Regions from separate parts of the Sus scrofa genome. Here region 1 is linked to region 2. The links are chromatin contacts, called in public Hi-C maps. All regions are on one chromosome and are shown on one strand. Each heading gives the region's core, a stretch centred on a gene start, on an enhancer-like site or on the middle of the called end of the contact. The rest is flanking DNA. Distances are from core to core; before and after follow the strand shown.

What was found. A called contact is a pair of places that touch in the nucleus more often than the background predicts.
Region 1: a Hi-C map of skeletal muscle shows a contact between it and region 2, with 4 times the contacts expected there. The contact joins the promoter of ZDHHC14 here to the enhancer-like site in region 2. A contact is called at or near these places in 2 of 47 Hi-C or Micro-C datasets (embryonic fibroblasts and skeletal muscle) and 2 of 2 datasets of contacts at active chromatin or transcription factors (alveolar macrophages and skeletal muscle).

Annotation. Positions count from the first base shown.
Region 1 is chr1:9,618,337-9,621,036 of Sscrofa11.1, forward strand. ZDHHC14 (probable palmitoyltransferase ZDHHC14) reads right to left here and starts at 1,383. Exons shown (of 9, transcript XM_021086485.1): 1 at 1,059-1,383. The coding sequence starts at 1,303.
Region 2 is chr1:9,356,347-9,359,046 of Sscrofa11.1, forward strand. The region is part of intron 8 of ZDHHC14 (probable palmitoyltransferase ZDHHC14); the gene reads right to left. Among named protein-coding and RNA genes, the nearest start is that of SNX9, 120 kb to the left of the region's middle. Within about 2 kb of position 1,310, at least 3 of the 83 cell types and tissues checked have an H3K27ac peak or open chromatin away from gene starts, as enhancers often do. A contact at or near this core is called in skeletal muscle, where this site is marked.

The DNA.
Region 1 (2,700 bases), core at 133-2,632, 260 kb after region 2:
AGAACTCCCAATAAATGTATTGCTTATTTTAAAATTTGGGGGGGGGAGGGGGTAGCTACAATTTTCATTGAGCATAAGATACCAAGAATTACATAAGAAACTGCATTCTAAATGTTGGACCCAATAAGAGCAACTGAAATTGATTCTGGAATGTGTTAAACTACTTTATTTAATACTATTAATACATAAGAAGATCTTTCATTAGTTGGCAGGGGGATAGTTGCTACTGGCCAATTTGATTTTCCTGAAAACGGTGAAGACTTGCATGCACCTTTTTCTGGATAAAAGCCCTAAAATCCCAAAGTATTGTTTCTAGAATCGGAAGTTAACATGCCGTGTCATACTTTTCCTGAACAGGCCTACGATCTCCTTTCACCTGCTCCCAAATATAGGGAGGGGAGGGGAAAGTGTTTGTTTGGAACATTTTTTTCTTTTTATTGAAACTTTTTAAAAAGTGAAGAGTCTAGAAACCTCATGGTAAATCAGAAATTGTTGACCAAGAGTGAACATCTTAAGAGAGGAAAAATGAAATTATCCTTCTAGGCCACCGCAGGTGGCCTACACTTTGAGACCTAAAATATCCAAGATGTCTCATTATTCAGCGAAGGTACGCACAGGATTTAGGGAACGGAGACTAGCGAGCTGCCCTACAGCTTGTGAGCAGGAAAGGAAGTCGAGTCTCTCATCCCTGACTTAGGAATCTGCCTCGTGCCGGCTTCCCACCGAAGGCTACACCTGGGCTGCCGCGCTAGTAGTCGCCAAACTCAGAGCCAGCGCCGAGAATCAGTCACCTGCGAGATGCCACTCAACCTCGGGGAGCCACAAGGCCAGCGCGCCTTCCAAGCGTCCCCTCTCCTCCATTCCCAGAGCCCGACCCAGAACTGCATTCTCTCTGGGGACCAAACAGCAAAGAGACCTTTGCAGAAGAGGGAGAGCGGTCTGTATTATATAACAATATACCATCGATAAGGCTCCTAGAAAACGAAAGTGGCCGGGAGAGGGGCAGGGGTCGGGGAGGCGAGGGGTGCGGGCGTCGGGGAGCGTTCGCCGCCACTTACTCGAAGGCGAAGAAGAGTCCGCTGGTGACCAGGATGAGGATGAGAGTCAGGTAGAAGACGCCCGTCTGCCGGGCCATCATGATCCTCCCGTTGCAGAAGAACTTGTTTCTTCCCGGGAAAACCTCCCATTTCCTCCGGGCCGCGATTTTCTTCTTCTTGTGGGGCGACTCCATGGGGGAGGAGCTGTGGGTGCTGATCTGACTGTACTCGCAGTCTTTCATGGGCCCGCCGCCGCCGGGAGGCATCCACGAGGGCAGCCGGCTGGGGGCGCACACCCCCAGCAGCCCCCCGGCCGCGCGGGCCCCGCCGAGCCACGACCGCCGCCGGCCGCCCGACCGCCCCCGAGCCTCGGCGCCGCGGCCCCTACGCGGGCTCCCGGCTCGGCGACAACTTTGCCGAGGACACCCAGGTTAACCCTTTGGGGAGCCCAGCTGTCATAGCCGGATCCCCTGCCTAGAGGGACGGTGCTCGCCCGCAGCCCGCGGCGGCGGTCCTCAGTCGCTTCCAGCCCGCGTGTCGGGGCTCCGGGGCCCCGCGGGGCGCGGGGGGCTGCCCGGCCGCCCCCCGGCTCGCCGCGCGCCCGCCGCCCCCTCGCGCAGCGGCTTGCTCGGCCCCGCCGCCCCCGGCCCGCCGGCCGCGCCTCGGCTCCGGCCCGCCGACCCCCGAGCGCTGCGCCCCGAGGGGACACGAGGCGGCGGCCCGGGCGCCGGCTTCCTGGGGAGCCACTTCTGCGCCTCGACCAGGTTTATTCTAATCCTTCCTCCCGGCGGCGGATCCTCCCCAGGAGAGAGCGATGGAAACTGGGAGGCAGCTGGCGGCCCCGGCAACCCCTCCCAGGGGTGGGGAAACCGAGCACGTTATTCTGTCAGGAGCGGGCTCGGCGACAGCCTGGGCGCTGCTCGCGCGGCGACCCCGCGCCGGCGCGCCTGGCAGCCGAGCCGAGTCCGCGGCCCCCGCGCGGGGCTGCGGGGGCCGCCCGGGCCGAGGGTCGCGGCGGCGGCTCGCGGGCTGCGCGGCCAGTGGCTCCCTCGTTCTCTCCTGCCCCATAGGAGCCAGGCCGGGCGCCAGGAGGGCCGCCGGGGGCGGCGGAGCGCGTCTCTGGGCCGCGGGGCGAGCGCCACAGACACTTGTTTGCAAGGCTGAAGCCGGCGCGCGCGCCGCGCTCTGAACGGGTCCGCCTCCTCCCGGCCGGGTGGGCGGCGGCCCGCGCCTGGCCTGCCGGGCTCCTCCTCCGGCTCCTCCTTCTCGTCCGCGAAGCCCGCACGGGCTCGGCCCGGCCCCCGCCCCTGTCCCCACCGGGAGGCCAGGCGCAGCCCCAGGGCGTGCGCTGGGCTCCCTCCGGCATCGCCCGAGGGCTGCTCCGGCCAGGGAACGGCTGCCCCGCCGCGCGCTCTCCCGCAGACTTCTGTTCGCTTCCCGGCTTCTCCTCCGGGTTTATTCCCGGCTGCCGCTGCCGCTGCCACCTCGGGGCACACATTCACACAGCAACACGCAAACCCATTCTTGCGACTCTTGGGGAGCTGAGTAACCGGCGCGGAGAGGTGACCCTCCTCGGCCCGCCCCGACTCTTCCTCTCCCTCCCGCAGCGGGGCGCGTGGCAGAGCTGCGGGGAGCTCTGCTGCCGCCCGGGGATGGGGGCGGG
Region 2 (2,700 bases), core at 60-2,559:
GCAGGCAGCCCTTGATAGGTAGGTCCAGTTCAGGGCCTTTTGCTTGCTGTTCTCCAAGGCCTTGCTTATTGTTTTGTTTTGCATATTGTTATCTTTTTCTTAAAGAGAGCTCCAAATTGCAGCACTCAGACCCCTCCAAACCTGGGTCCGCTCCTGCACACACCCCTTGGCGCTTTCCTGCAGCCAAACAAACAGCACACTAAAACTGTAGCAAATCCGTGCCCAGGCTCACAGCAGGACCCCACTGAAAATGCTCTCCCGTTTCCCATGGGGAAAGCTTAAGGACTTAAATATGTGAAAGAAGGCATTTAGCCTAAGCCATTTAATCTTTAAAAACTCAAAAATGTCACCCACAAATCTTTTCCAAATGATTATTTTGAACGCTGACTTATATTATCTGACTTCAAGCGCCTCTTCTATAGGGATTTGCTTAAATACGTTAAAAGAGGACTGTGGAGTATGGCTGTGGATATGTCCCTTGTTTTGGGACTGTTTCATATTAATAATGAACCTACTCTGTCTGCATCCCCTCCCCCAGTTCACCCTGTGGCGAGACGTGTATCAGTGAGCACATCGCTGGGACCAGGAACCTCAGGGTCTAATCCTGCTGCCACCCAGAACTTTGAAAACAGTTGCCCACATTCAAACTGATTTCTATTCAGAAGACCAAGCCCATCTGAGGGTGCTCAGGAACCAGGCTTTCTTCCACAGGATATGGTCTGTGTAAATGTCCTATTGTTTCATAACAGGACACGAAAATGGGTTCTAACCATGGAGCAGGCAAGGGTTCTACCCAGTGGAATCTGTAAGGCTCATGATATTAAATTTGCATGATTTTAACTTCTCAGAAGAAACTCAATGGCTGAGATTATCTGATTTAAAGAAAAGGCAGCCTTTCCCTCATCTTGCATGCTGCCAAAATTCCGAGGAGGACGGATGGATCAAACACCACAATCCCCATATGGGAACTTCGAGGATATTTTCAGGGTTATTGTGAAGACGACCCATGAAGAAAATGTCCTTACGCCTCTGCCTTTCTGCCTTTTGCTTCTAATTTTATGTGCTCGGGTCTTGTTGGTTTTCCTCCTTTGTGTTCTCCCTCTCTGGCCTCGTCAGTTCTCTCCTCACTCCCTCTCACCCTGTCTTTCGTCAGCTTCCCTCCCACGCCTCCTTTCCCCCTCTTTCCTCTTCCTCCTCTCCTTTTCCTCCTGCCTCTCTCTTAACTTTGACCTTTTTATGCCACCAACCCGCCCTCTGGGCTGTTCACTTGAGGACTCTTCTTTTCAACCAGTAGGGGGAGACCTTACTGCTCACTTTTTTCTCTCAGAGCTTGGTAGCAGGGCTTCCATGCCAGCAAGAAATTCAAGAAGCCTTGGGGTGTATATTTCAATGTATCTAACCATTTATAGAATCTTAAGGAGAGGCAACCAAGCAGCTGGATATTAGACAGTGAAAATCCACCCCTTTGAAGAGGGAATTGAGAAACTCCTGTTTTCATGCCAAAACACTTCACAGGTTCATGTTTATCAAATATGAGGTTGAACCATAGGAAATGGCCCTTTTTTAGGCCAGAAATCATCCCAATGCTGACGACTGATAGAAAAGAACTGTGAGTGCTTGTAGGGATGTCAATGGACAGGTCCTTCTGCTGGCAGCATAAAAGGAATCCTGTCTGGAGTGCTGGAGCTTTTGCTGCGGTTGCAGTAAGTCAGAGACAGCTGGCTGATTTACTGCCCAAATGAAGCACTGGCATTTAACTTGCAGAGAAGTTTATGGTGTCAGACGTTTGGATGTTACACACATTATCACTTAATGTTACAATTTAAAAATACCATAAGAGATAAGTTATTTTTGTTTCTACAGATTTTCAAAGAAAATTGCTCATGTTGGAATGTATTTTATTTTCTCTAGCTGACTTCTTATCTGAAATGAACCTAGTGTACAGATTAAATGCAGCTAAAACCAAAGCAAGGTGTTTTCTAGAGGGTCTTGTACACAAATAAGAATGAATGCAATGATTTACTCCTTTTGCCCCAGTTCTGTCAAAAGTGTTGGCACTGGGCATCAGTTATTTCTGTTTGGCTGTGAAGCTTGGTTCTGGGTTCTTACGAATGCTCATTTTCTATAATGAAAACACTATAAATTTCTAAAATCTACCTAAACTGTAGGTTAGGAGGAATGCTTCCTTTGTATTCTTTTGTTTTACATTATTGTTTATGTTTGTTCAAGTTATTTGTTCTATTATATTTGATTTTTTAGACTACGCAAAGCAATATCTGTGAAACTAATAAATAATGCGACTGCTAGGTTTAATCTTGTTTTGATATTGGATTAAGGGGATTTAAAATGAGGTTAAGTAAATATAGCAAATGTTTTTGGTTTTTTTTAAAATCCAGCAATTATGTACTATGTTACTATCTCTGTGTTCAGCATGTGATCCCAAAGGATCTTTGTAGCTATAAGTGCCAGATTTAAATAAACTATTACTCCAACGTCATACAGAACTTAAATTATCTGACAATCAAATGAGATATGTACACTAAAAACTGGACCATAACTGGATGTCATGACAGTGCATACACATATTGCCATGGAAAGAACGTCAACATAAGGTAATCATAAAACTAACAGCAGGGGAAAATAGGAATAATGAAAATAGGATCTTCAGTTGGCACTGGGGTTATGTGTATGTACTTCCAG